2 separate regions of the Anser cygnoides genome follow, and region 2 is linked to region 1. A link is a contact called in public Hi-C data. All regions are on one chromosome and are shown on one strand. Each heading gives the region's core, a stretch centred on a gene start, on an enhancer-like site or on the middle of the called end of the contact. The rest is flanking DNA. Distances are from core to core; before and after follow the strand shown.

Region 1 (6,412 bases), core at 973-3,472:
TCTGCACTGACCTCAGTGTCTGCAGGGCTGGTTCTCACTCCTCGCTGTCCCAGCTGCTGTTGCACAGCATTTTTTTTTTTCCCTTTCTTAAATCTACTCTCTCAGATGGCCAACCAAGCGTCACTCATGGCTCAGCTCTGGGCAGCAGCAGGTCCCTTTTGGAGCCATCTGGAGCTGGCCCTTATCTGACACGGGGCAGCTTCTGGGCTTTTCTCACAGAGGCCACCCCTGTAGCCCCTCTGCTACCAAGCCTTTGCCATGTAAACCCAGTGCAGAAGTGCAAAGCTACAAGCCATGCTATCATTTCCTTGAGCACATATAAGGTATTGTCAGGTTTTCAGACTTAGTGGAGAGTAAAATTAGGGAATAAGTAACTGACAATATAAGAGAGAGAAAATTCTACAGAATTCTATGTGGTAAATCTAGGGTCCATTTCTAGAAACAATTTTAGTGCGATATTTTTATGACTTAGATCAATGTTTTAGATGTTGATAAGTACTAATGATACTATTACTAAAGCTGAAGAGACCTATTTTTCTTTGAAAAGCTCAGAGTTTTCTAATGAGTACTGTGTAGTGTTATATTATTAATTATTTGAGAAGCATGTCAATGTATCTTTTTATCCATTTATCTACTGGTTGGTCTATTCATTGCTCTACCTAATTTCCCCCTTGCTGTTTGAGAAATTGTGGGAATGGTCCTAACCCAAATAAACCCTTTCACTGAGTAATCTTTCATATGCTCTTGTGAGAACTTACAGGTTCTCTCCTTGATGAGAAAGAGCTTTTTGTGCAATCACTGGAAGAGTTAGGCTATGAGTTACTGATAAACATGTTAGGGCACAAACTTGATCTGGCCTACAATTACCCCTGTTTAACTGTTAATGTTAGCAGTAAACCGGCCCCATGGAACAGTTTTGGCTCGCTGGCACTACCTGGAATGATGTCCAGGATCCATCTGTGGGATACTGTGGGCCAGGGAGCATTCCTTGCAAGTCGTATGGGTGAGGCCACTCAGTTTAGGAGAGATAAAGGATCTTATCTGTATGGCATGAGCTGGATGGCCCCATTTGGTCTCAGCTAGGTAATGCAGAGTTTCCCACATGTGCCAAGGTGTGCACTGTCTCACAACCATGCTGCTGAAGCAGGTGAGATTGGAAGGTGAGTCAAGCAGAAGATGACTGAAATAAAGAAGAGTAAATGGGCTTGATTACAGTCAATCTCAGCTGTTTCTAAATCACTTGGTCACTCTCCTATGCCATTTCAGAGTTTGCAATACCTATGATGGGCATGTGATGGGAATGCATTATCAAGAGGCATGCCTTAAGCCTCTTGTTTTTGTTAACATATGTAAATCTAAAAAGACTCCATAAAAATCAGTATAAGTATAAAATATATATAAAAAATAAGTATAAAAAATAAGTATAAGTTTTTCATATAAATATGTGGCCCATACATAGCAAAAGAAAGAAACAAAAGCAAGCAGGTCCAAACCTAACTCCAGGTACCTTGACTGCACTGACTGCAAAACTTCAGGACAAGTGCAATTCTCCTCATTTCACCCACAGAGAAGAGAAACCTCTAACTCCCACAGCTCCTCTCACAGCCCTTTCTTTTTTTATGATGCTCTCAGGAGACTTCTGCCTTTAGTCAGTCATCCTCGCTGTGAGTATCTTTAAATTGTAATTAGCTAACCTTCCAGATTCTGGCGACCCCTTTGTCAGAAGGGTTCACAGGGATATCATGCCTATGTGATGGAGTTGAAAGCTGCTAAATTAATAAAGGACTGACTGCAGATATGATTCTTTGTATATAGTAGAAATCCTGTCTTACTAGCAGGTAAAATGAACCCTATAATAACATAGGTATGCTTGTACACTTGTTTTCCTATATTTTACTTTCTGTCAATTAACACTCCATATTTAAGAATACCATAATCTGTGCATGTGTGTCACACGGGGAATTTACACCTTAGCCTGCTCACTTGTTACCCTCATCCTTTAGGATCCCCAAATCAATTTCATTTTTGCATTCTGTGTGTACGTGCCTCTCAGTCACATGCAGAAGCCCTACATGAAACAGCCTCAAAGGACAGGTCAAGGCCTGTTTTATTTACAGGCTGAGATAGCCTCAGTCACTCAGCTTCTGCAGGCAGTTTGCATTGTCTGTTGTGTGTCAGTCAGCTGGCCAGCCCTCAGAGAGCCTTTAACTTACAAATAAATATAAAGATGAGAAGAGGCAGGGTTGAGAAGATTACAAGATGGGACCTACCTGTTTTGAGGAAGATACAAGCTGCCTTGAGGAACCAGAAGCTGTCCTCTGGATAGTAGTAGTGTTTGTATCTAAAATGTTTGTGTCTGATTCTGTACTCCACTACCAAAACTAAGTCATAGCAGGATGAAGACACTGGGAACATGCTGTGAGTGATGGGAGAAGAAACAGTATTACCCTAGAGTAGTCAAATTCAACCATCGGTTTCAGCAGCAGGGCAGTGAGATTTGCACCTGTGGATAGTGCTAAACACCCACAACACCACACACCCTTGTCACACATTGGAAACGTGTGGTTTTGAGATTTTCTCCTTTGCTGGGGTCGTGCAGTCACTAGGTAATGTTTGATCTCTGCAGTATCATGACCTTCCATCTCAGGGTAAGTTTTGGCCTCTGAGTTGACAAATCATCACTGGTTTTTTGAACTCTGCTTTATTACAGTAAAGTTACATCAGCATACCTACACCGGCTTCTTGTACTATGCTAGGAAAAGGTTCAGCAAGAGCTAAAACCCTCTCTGGCCTAGGTTTGAACCTTATTTTAAATACAAATATCTCTCCTTTTCAACATAGTCAGGAAAGATAGGGTCATCTTTATACCTGATATCTCAAGCAAAGCAGTGGGTAAATATCAAAGATGTTAAGGCAAGGCAAACATATCCCTTTTATGTTTGTGGGCAGCACTAATGACACAGGGTGAAATTTATCCTCTTATCAAAGGTCAACATAAATCTAGGCACTACTTCAAAGGTGCATTGATCCTATAACTGGTTCCTGGCACTGAGCTGGATTTCACCAAAGTGCAAAACTTATGAGAATCAATAAATTTTATATATCTGTGTAGAAAATACGAGTCTGTTTAGATACACACACATAGCAATACGCACCAACTATCCTGATTTTGCTGGGACAATGTATAATTTTTTACCTTGTGTTCACATATTTTGGACAATTCTTTCTAGCCAGCTGTCCCTCCCTCCCACTTCATCAGTCAAAACATCCATGCTTTCTGCAACTACACAATATTTACTCAAGTTTTGTGTTTACCAGGAAGAAGGTGACAGTCCAGTGACTGAATATTTAGTACTGCAGATGCTGCTTGGTTTGAAGGGGAAAACAAGAACAAAGGAATTATCAAAGCTGTTGTTTCAGGTCTTAGTGAATAATAATGGCAGCTGTTTATTGTTTCCAATTACATTCAGTTAAGCCTCCAAGATATCAGAAAGTTCTTGCACACAATGAAAATGTGAAAGGAGAGGAAGAAGGCAGCAAAGCCAATGCTAGACCAGCTTAAAATTGATGTCTTTTTGGTCACAAGCATAAATGAGTCACTGCGGAGGTGGCATGGGACTTTTGTATTGTGAGTATGGTCACACTCGGTGTGAACCTTTGCACTATACATACCGTAGAAGAAGACATGGCATCTGCAGTTGGTGTTTTTCTTTCTTTTGTATTTTCTTTCTGTGGTTGTACTTGAACAGGGTGTGCCAATATTTGCAGTCTGAGGAGTAGCATCAGGACATCTAGTATTCCAGTCTAGTATTAAAAGTAGTGAAAACACTGCAACTGCTTGCGCTTTACCTTTATATGAATTAGTCACTGGTCCCTGCACTCTCTAATTATAGACTGCCTTGGTGTTACAAATACAGAGCATGATGGAAGGACTTCACTTTTTTTTTTTTTTTTTTTTTTTTGCTAGGGTAATGGAGAAGACTACTTTAAATTTGTGCTTGAAGCTGTCCTGTGCTTGGAAAGTGAGTGAGGAAGCGAATATGATTATAGTGGGTGGTATCAGCTGAGATGTATTAGGGGGTAATTTACTCAAGATACGTAAGCTAGTGTGTGTGTCCTTTAGTCATGAGAAAATCAAGATTTTTTTAATTATTTTTTTTAATCCATAAAGATTCTTTACATATCTCAGTTGAATATTTTAACCTGAATTGCTTTCTCTATATAAACCAAAGGTAACTAAATCCCATGTGCTATGACTCATTGTACAAGTTATAATTTATTAAACTGTTATATTCACAAGTTTAAGTCAGAATTCCTTTGTTCAGTCATGTACATGATTGCTTTGGGGGCTCTGATAGGTCACACTCTGACAGCATCAAGCATAATTTTCTCCTGAATATTTTCACACCCCCTACAAAAGCCAATGTTTATTTGGTTTTGCCTTATTTAAGAGTGCATTCATTAGTTTATAACCTTTTGTGATGCTTTCTAAGATTCAACTGAATGACTCAAATCTGTAAGAATCGCAGATTTCCTGAAGATGTTATTATGACATAAAACACATTGAGACAAAAATTTGTATTTCCTTAAAGGATTCAAGACATAGCATTTATTTTTGTGCACTGAAGCAGCTATCTCTGTATGTTGGGGCCCACAGTGGTAAACACACAGCAATGCACATTATCTTGTTTTTCTGAGTTAGTGGACTTATATGGTAAATTTATAATTCCCCATTTTATAAGGCATTTGGAGCTTATAAGATGTGACAGTTACTGATGTTCTCCACCACTGAGTGGGAGTGGTTGGTTCAGATATAGCTGTTACTATCCAGGTGCAAGGTTTGCATATCACAAATGTGAAATATCAATAGCACAAGTGAAGAATTAATACAATGAGTGACATAGCTGGCAACACTGTTAATAAGCTGCAGGTCACACAGCTGAACACGGTAGAGTTGTGGAAGCCTAACAAGTTATCACCTATCAATATACCTGACCCTGGGCCTGCTCCAGCTTTGAAGAAATGCATATTAATGTAGAGTTCTTTGACTGACTTCTTGTCTGACTATTCAAGAAATACCATTTTTCTTCTAAATTATATTAATTGAATTTCTGCTATCACTATGAGAACATATTAATAACTAAATAAATATATTTTTTCTCAAACAGTTAAAAGTTGCTACCTGTGTAAGTAGCTTGATTCTGTCAGCTTGTGATTTTTGTTCTTTTCATTGACAGAAAATCACAGCTATGTTAATGGAAGGCACCCTTTGAGCTTGTGCTTCAGTTTGTATTATACAGAAAGTTATTTGTGAAAAGCCATAGCAACCTCCCCTTATTTATTTTAAGCCCTACCTGTTGCATCAGTTCTGCTTACTGTTTACCTCCTTATTAATTCTTTTGTAAAAAGATGACTTTGTTTAAACAGATGTTAGTCAAAACAAAAAATCTGCCAGCTGGAGACCAGACAAGAAATTGAGTTCATATATATTTTAATAATACAAATAAAGATGTTATATATATATATATAAAAGACAGTGTAGTAAAATAAAAATTTAGCACCATATGAAATGCTGAAGAAAAGTCAATTACAAATGGCATATAAATACATTTATTTCAGAATGCCACTAAAGCACGCAAACGTTTCTGATTTCCATGCAACTATTGACTTTCACTATGAAAATAAAAAAGGAATTAGTGAATAAAAACCCTTTCCTTATCAGTAAAGTGGACTGACATCTGTGAAACACAAGTAGATGCCTTTGAAATATTAGCAGGATTAGGGTACCTGGGAACAGGGCCAAGGTGAGGATTGTGCAGGATGCGGTCCCTCTGGGGGTACAGCAGGGTGGGCTGAGCAGGGAGGATGAAGAGCAGCCTCATGTGTGGGTAGGACATGGCTTCTGGGAGTGCTGGTGGGAGCACAGAGGAGTGGAACTGATTTTACTGAACCATGCAAGCCTTCCTCTAGTAAAACCTCATATAACCATATGATGTATTTTTGGCACCTGGTCAGAAATCAGAGTGATCCTAGCTAGATCTGTTTGGAAAATAGAAATCTGCTGGGCTTAAAAAAGAGTTTGGAAAATAATTTTCTTCTGTTTCAGGATAAAAAGTAAAATGAACAATCCTCCTCCCACCCCCAAACATTATATGTAGTTATTTATTCATTTCAGCAGAAAGAGATTTCTGAAAAAAAGTTGTTTACTGAAAGTTTTGGCTTGCTAGTTGTCTGGCTGTCCAGAAAGTACTGCTCAATTTCCTCTTCTTCTTTCCAAAAGTGAAATTATTAGTCTTTAGCTGGAGTTACTAGCAGCTAAATGTGAAGTCTTTTTGTCCTGCTCTTCTTTGTTGATGCCTGATCAGGGAGTTTTGTCAACTTTGTGGCTTTCCTCGAAGGCTGAAATGTGGGG
Region 2 (6,799 bases), core at 952-3,451, 86 kb after region 1:
AGCTACAGAAGGTATTTCTAAATAGAGCATGAGGCAATGTCTCTCCCAGAGGTCCCAGCTCACACCTGGGGGTGCTGCTGCAAGGCTGCAGCTTATTCATCACTATTTTAGCAACTGGTCTAATATATAATTGTATATTGTGTATTAAACCAGTAATATAATTTGAGAAGCTCAATTTCTATTGTTTGACAATAAGTTGGACAACCTGGTGTAACTTTTCCTTTTGCAATATCAGAGAGTCTGTTGTGGAAATAAAATAAAAGGGAGAGAATCAGTCTGAAACATTCAAAAATGAGAAACAATTTCTATTTCTTCTCTTTATTCTTTTGATTTTATCAGTCGATGCTTAATATCATTACTGTAAGTTACATGCACCAGCCATGACAGACTTGGAAGTGAGCTTGAATGTAGTTGTAATCAGAGGAGTCCCTAAATACCTCCTGGGGCATTAACACCTATGCTACTTACTAGTGTTATTAAACCTAACTGGTGTATGATTGAGATCACCGTTTTCCCGGCACTCCTGAACACCATAATTTTCTTATGCATAGACAGAACAGAGTTACATACAAAAAAAGGTTTCCTGTTGTTTAGTAGCCAGATATCACTGACCTTTCTGGCTGCACAAAGTATTCTTCCAAAATGAACCTTTTTTTGTTGGTGTGCTTGCATGGAAAACAAAGTGAAGGAAAATTGACAGCATAGTTAATGGATGGCCATCATAATTTCATGGAAGCTCTCGTTATGCTCTAGGCTCTGTAGAAAAACTTGGGATGTCTGTCCACACACCAAAGGTTAGAATAGTTCTGAATAGTTTTAATTGACTATTACATTTAGATAATCAACCCACAATCTCTTCTGGACAATGAAGAAATAAAGGTCATGCTACATATATTACCAGTACCTGCCATATTATTTATTACTTCAAATATACGTTCTCACTAATTTAAAAAGATTTTCATCATCAGACGAGCTGGCATTGTATCTTACTTCCTAAACTGCTATTTTGCTACTGAAAGTTAATAATGAAATCCTGGTACATAACATACAGACATCATCTCCCAGAGAGAAATTAAATTAAAGATAAAAGTATAATTTTCTAACACATCTACATTGAGGAGGAGCTCCAGTAACTAGCTTGATAGTTTCATTGACTATGACCAAAGGCTTCTTGCACATCCTTGACAAAATGGAAACAGTCTTTAAAAGATGGCCAGTGGATATCCATAGGATCTTCATAAAAAATGAAAATCAGGCTCATGATATATTTTCCACTGGAGTCTATGAATGACTTGGGTAAGGGGTTATTGCTTGGGTGTGCATTCATTGCTAGTCTTTATTACTGAGAAAAAATAAAAGTTAAGGTTGTAAAGAAGAGACAACACATTGCATTTTTAAAGATTTCTTATTTTAGGTCACATAAAGTGTTCATTTGTATTTCACATTATAAAAGTAAGAGACCGAAATGAAAATATCTTGCTAAAATTGTAGGAAAATAAACACTGCTTCTATGATCCTCCAGAGTACACAAAACCCCTAATGTTATTGGTCATTTTGTGAGAGCACTGCGTTTAACATAGGACAGTAAATTGCAGTTTACAAACAATTTTCCAATCTGCTTTCATAATGTAACACTTTTCCAAGCAGCTCTACTCCACTGGGCATCCCTGCTTTGGATTATTTGTTAGTTAGGTAACTCATGGATTCCTGCCAGTCCACTGGCCTCCCTGGAACCAGTCGTGTTTGCTAACCCTGTGCCTTTGTCTGTTTACAACCCTTTTAACACTGTATTGTTTGAAAATTCAGCATGATCTGACCTCTTATTCTAAATCAGCTGAACAAACAGGAACAAATTTGACATTTCCCTTGAGAAAACAAAACAAAACAAAATAAAACAAAACAAAACAAATGCCAACAACCAGATAATATATTGTTATATAAAATGTAATAATTGCATCTATATGAACCTCAGATTGTGATATTATTGTTTAATAGTCACACATAAGAAAATCAATTTCAATACTCAGTTGGGTATATTTTTATTCTGCAACAAAGCAAGATGCAGAGAAATTTGGGCTGACAAATACTTGTCAGCCCAGAAAATGGTTCTGCTAGAGTAATCTCAATTTGTCACTGAGCTTGAACTAGAAAACTGGCCTTAAAGAAAGCTTTTTAGCAAAGGTGTATTGATTCATCATTACATACTGCATGTTTCCAAGCTTCTGTGTTACACTGCAGACTATCAGCAACAAAGCTGTATTAAATTTTATATAAATATCAAAAACTGCAGAGCTTCCCCAAATAATTTATAATCCATAATAATAATAAATGCAATAGAGAAAACTCACTTCTTATAAATATGTAAGTCCTTTGTGAAATTTGCAGACTCTAGGATATCTGTTTCATCCAAATTTCCCTTTACTCTGTTTTCTTTTATCTACAGATCACTGTCCTTGTCTTTCCTCATAACATACATTGTCCGCTACATCCATCTTGCCTCCCTCTATCATGGTTTGCATTGCCTACATGGCTCACTTCTAATTGTTCTTAATATCAGCAATCTCATTTCTTGCCTTGCTTCTGCCTGGCAACAGACCTCCACCTTTACCACTGTTGATCTAATTACTTCTTCTAGATTGGCATTTAGGAGAAATATTCATGTCTTTAGCAAGATCGATTAACAGCACACCTCAGAGAGCAGTGCTACTGCTTAAGGGGAGAACAATTAGTAGCTTATATAAATGGACAACTTCTGACGTGATTAAAGTGATCTGTAAAACTGTCACACTAAGTGAATGCTTTAAAAGGCCTTTGTTCCTTTCCAAAAAAGCAAAGCCACAGAAGAAGTACTGTAGTTAGCAAAACTGATATTAATATTCAAGAACTGGACAGATTTCCTATGCTGTAGAAACTATGCATTGTTTAATTCTTCTGTTTATCCTTGTTTCTTATTTAAAATATTGAAGGAGAATGTCCTTAGCATGATGACTTGGAGTGGGATAATTCAGAGGAAATCCCCAATTAAAACAATGATTCATTGGTGATGAGTCAGTTAGGATTTGTCCCCTGAAGACAGCATTAGGCCAGTGCTGGGCAGATGGCAAGCCTGCTGGTTTGTGTGGTGAAGAGCCAAAATACAGTCCCAGATATTTCAAGCAATTAAAGAAGCCAAAGTAATTTTCACAAGAAAAAAAGATTTTGCTATGCGTCAACCATGTTTTGTCACTGTCATTATAGATATATATAAAGTGACAATATACATATGAAAATATATATATATATTTATATAAATTTCCTCCAAGGATTTTCAATTCAAAACTTTTTTTTTTTTTTAATTAATTAATTTAATTTGGAGGGGGGCAAAGGCCAAAACTATGAAGATCTTTCCAAATGGTAGTTTGGTGTGAACTAGATGCAAGCAGACAAAAAATGTGAAAGTTGAAGGCTGAACCAAATGCTTAGGGTTTTCATTTGGTCTCTGTTTCCACTGACTATGGGAGAGATCCATGGATGAAACAGAAGCAATATTCATCAATCCAAGGAAGATCTGAATATAGAGATTATAAATGCAAAATATTTCTGCATCTGACAGGAATGACATTGATGATATAGGGTCTATGGAGGAAGTACGTCATTGAGGTGTATTTTGATCAAAAAAACAAAACAAAACAAAACAAAACCTCTTAGTGTACACACTAAGTGTGTAGAAAAAACTCTACCTTTAGTTTTCAGTGAGCTCAGTAGAAATGGAAGACCTTCTTCTTCCATTAACCTAGGTACCCAATTCAGTATTCACAGCATGGAGTTATCTCTAGAAAGAAAACTCATTGTTCTGAGGTAAAATATTTGTGACTTATGTGTTTATTTTTTGTGCATCAGTTCATGGCAGATAGTTTTAGCACCGCTTCAAGAGTTCTGGACATAAAATTTTATAGTATCTTGTGCCTGAAAAATAAACTAAATATTAAGGGTCTTGTAGCTCTTTAGTAGGAAAGCTGTCATACATATGAAATCATATTTGGACTATCGGGCATATAAACATCAGTAATCCCTGTCCCTTGTTTTTATCTCTTTAAGTTTAAAGGTCCTTTCCTTCCTCTGACTCTGAAAAAATTTTGTATACACATTTGTGTGGTCAAGGAGAAATTCAAGCCAGAAACTTGTAAGTGAATTGTTCAGCTATGCTGTACCCATAGTTTAAATAACTAAAGTTGTGTATGAAGCCTTGGTTAGATCCTGCAAAACCTTTACCACACTAGTAAGCCATAGCACTTTCACACACCAAGTTGCATTTTCTGCTTTTGCTACTGGCTCAGGCAAAAGTAGCTGGAATGAGAAAGGGGGAGTTATGAGATACCAGTAAATGTCAGCGTTATCCAGTGTGCCAGCTAATTCTAGCTGTAGTCAGTGTTCGTTCAAGCACAGTCAGCTGATCTATACTATTGCCATGTACTAGTGGTAGGAACAGTGAGATCTTTTGAGGTAGAGATAGCTGGAATAGGCAATCCATGTATGCAGATGGCTGAGTAAACATTTAGACAGGGAAACAGTGAGCCATATTTACAAATATATCAAAGAATCTGTGCTTTCATCTAACAGTCTCAAAGAAAACAAACTTTTAGCAACATGAAGAAGAGGGTCCCTCATAAGAAAGACAAATTCCTATCACTCTTGACACATTACACCAAAAATCAAATTTATGGAAGTAAATTCATTCCTTAAAATTGATAATGAATTCTTTTTCCATGGACAGAAGAGTCCAGATTCTGTATCCAAGTGCCCTGCTAAATGTTAATGAGGAGATTGCTTCAAAAAAAAGATAATAAAAATAATAAAAAATAATAATAAAGATTCTTAAAGGTCCTTTGTTATTCCTCACTTCTCAAGCTTCTCCCAATTCTACCCTCTGGGCAACATAGCCTGTTTTGTTCCATGATTTGTTCTTGAGTACTTGAAGCAGAGGCCAAGGTGAATGTGCCACAGGAGCTTGTCTATCTCCATAAAAGCCCTAGTATGGGTGCAATTATCGTTAGGCTAACTGCAATCATCTTGGGACTATGATCTGCTGGCCTAACTTCTCTTGTATACTACAGTTTAAACAGATGCTGGACTGAGATCCTCAGCCACAACACAGAGGTTTCTTATTGTATTCTCTTGCTTGCCCTTCCATGTGGCTGGTTCACCTGGTTGTAAATCAAGATATCATCCTTTAAGGGACAAAAAATTATTTCTATTTTGTGATCACAAGAAACCTAGTGTGGAAATGTTGTTCTTTTCATGACTTTACATAATAGTTTGAAATATGCTCGTAAATACTTGGAGTCATCTAACTCCTCTTCTGAGAGCCAGGCCAGGTCAGTGTCATTTCAATTACCATTTTGAAAGTTTCTTATAACAGTGTTTTTCTTTTTTTTTTTTTTTTTTTTTTTTCTTTTTTCTCTTCAGTGCTAGAATGCAGTGCATGAAAATATATAGGATTTGTTGAGTTGGTTAGAAGTATGATATAGATGGATAAAAGAAAGCAGAATTCACAGATGCCTCTTTGCCTTCCTATTGCAATGCCTCACTTTTTTTTTTTTCATTTTTTTTATGTGAAATTATGAAGAAAACATTTATATTATAGCTTTAAGTGATATATGCTCCCCAAAATGTTAAATTTATTTAATTTGAAGAGCAGGTAAGGACTTATTAAGAAAAGAAAACTGCAATCTCAATTCAAATACATCTCCAAGTTCTAAACTCAAGTATTTCCCAACAACAACAAAAAAATGCTATCGATGATTGTATTACAGTAGCATTGTCACCTACTTCCTATATGGCAAAACATGATGTATAGCCAGTATATAACCAGAAGCTGAGAAGCTTGCTGTTGCTGGCTGTTTATATTCTCAGGGTACGCTTGAAATGCAGTTCAAAGGTATATCTGCAGCTCACATACTTAAGTAGATTTTAAGTGGTCTAGGTCAAGCTTAGAAAATAGTACAAACAACCTACCAAAGACCTTGGGTAAATTGTATAGTTAAATGCCTTGTCCTGGGCTGCTGTTGGGAATCTGTCAGTATCTGATCTGCATAGGCTAATGCAAAGGTAGAGAAATTTTCCTTGCAAAAGACTGAATTGGCTCTCCAAACAATTTTTATGCACCATAAAATATAATGTATATTAAAGTCATGAAACCACACATGATATGAAGTCACAGGCTTCCAGTCCTGAAAATTCCCTCCAGCTTGAAAATTTCCTGCTTAAAAACTCCATTCTTGCTAGAAGCTAGATCCAACATATACATGCGTGCTATGTATATTGACAGATCCTCAAAACACAAAGGCTAGAAGGAAAGAAAAGATCAACAAAGAACTGACGTATACATCAGTGATTTCAACTCATTAACAAAATCAAGCACTAAATCCAGGTGTACTGAATCTTACACCTGCAGTCCGTGTATTCAGGAAGGGAGTTTAATTATACCCAGGAGTGGTTTCTCAAGAATGTTTTATGAATGGGATTTGAAATAAGTACCCCAAGGTATAGCTTTAGTTCTTGTGTAATGAAAAGAAACAGAAGTTATCCAGCTACTGAACAGACAGAACATGTCTGAAGAAAGTTCATGATTAAAGATCAGAAGCTAAACTTGTATTTTGGCCTCCTAGAGATTTATTGGGTGATCTTGACACGTTGCAGTTTTGTGTCTCCTGGTCCAGATACACGACTGTCCACAAGCATGTACCCAGAGCATTTCCTAAATGCATTGTGGTGTCTGTGGAATGCGTCTTTTATCCTGGGAATCTCAGCATACTTTCAG

Evidence for each region. Hi-C and Micro-C count contacts between places; a contact is called where the count stands out from the background.
Region 2: a Hi-C map of liver shows a contact between it and region 1, with 8 times the contacts expected there. The contact joins two enhancer-like sites. A contact is called at or near these places in 2 of 7 Hi-C or Micro-C datasets (both in liver).

What each region holds. Positions count from the first base shown.
Region 1 is chr1:20,377,374-20,383,785 of Taihu_goose_T2T_genome, forward strand. No RefSeq gene overlaps it. Among named protein-coding and RNA genes, the nearest start is that of CRELD2, 93 kb to the left of the region's middle. Within about 2 kb of position 2,223, at least 2 of the 3 cell types and tissues checked have open chromatin away from gene starts, as enhancers often do. A contact at or near this core is called in liver, where this site is marked.
Region 2 is chr1:20,463,065-20,469,863 of Taihu_goose_T2T_genome, forward strand. No RefSeq gene overlaps it. Among named protein-coding and RNA genes, the nearest start is that of PIM3, 140 kb to the right of the region's middle. Within about 2 kb of position 2,202, at least 2 of the 3 cell types and tissues checked have open chromatin away from gene starts, as enhancers often do. A contact at or near this core is called in liver, where this site is marked.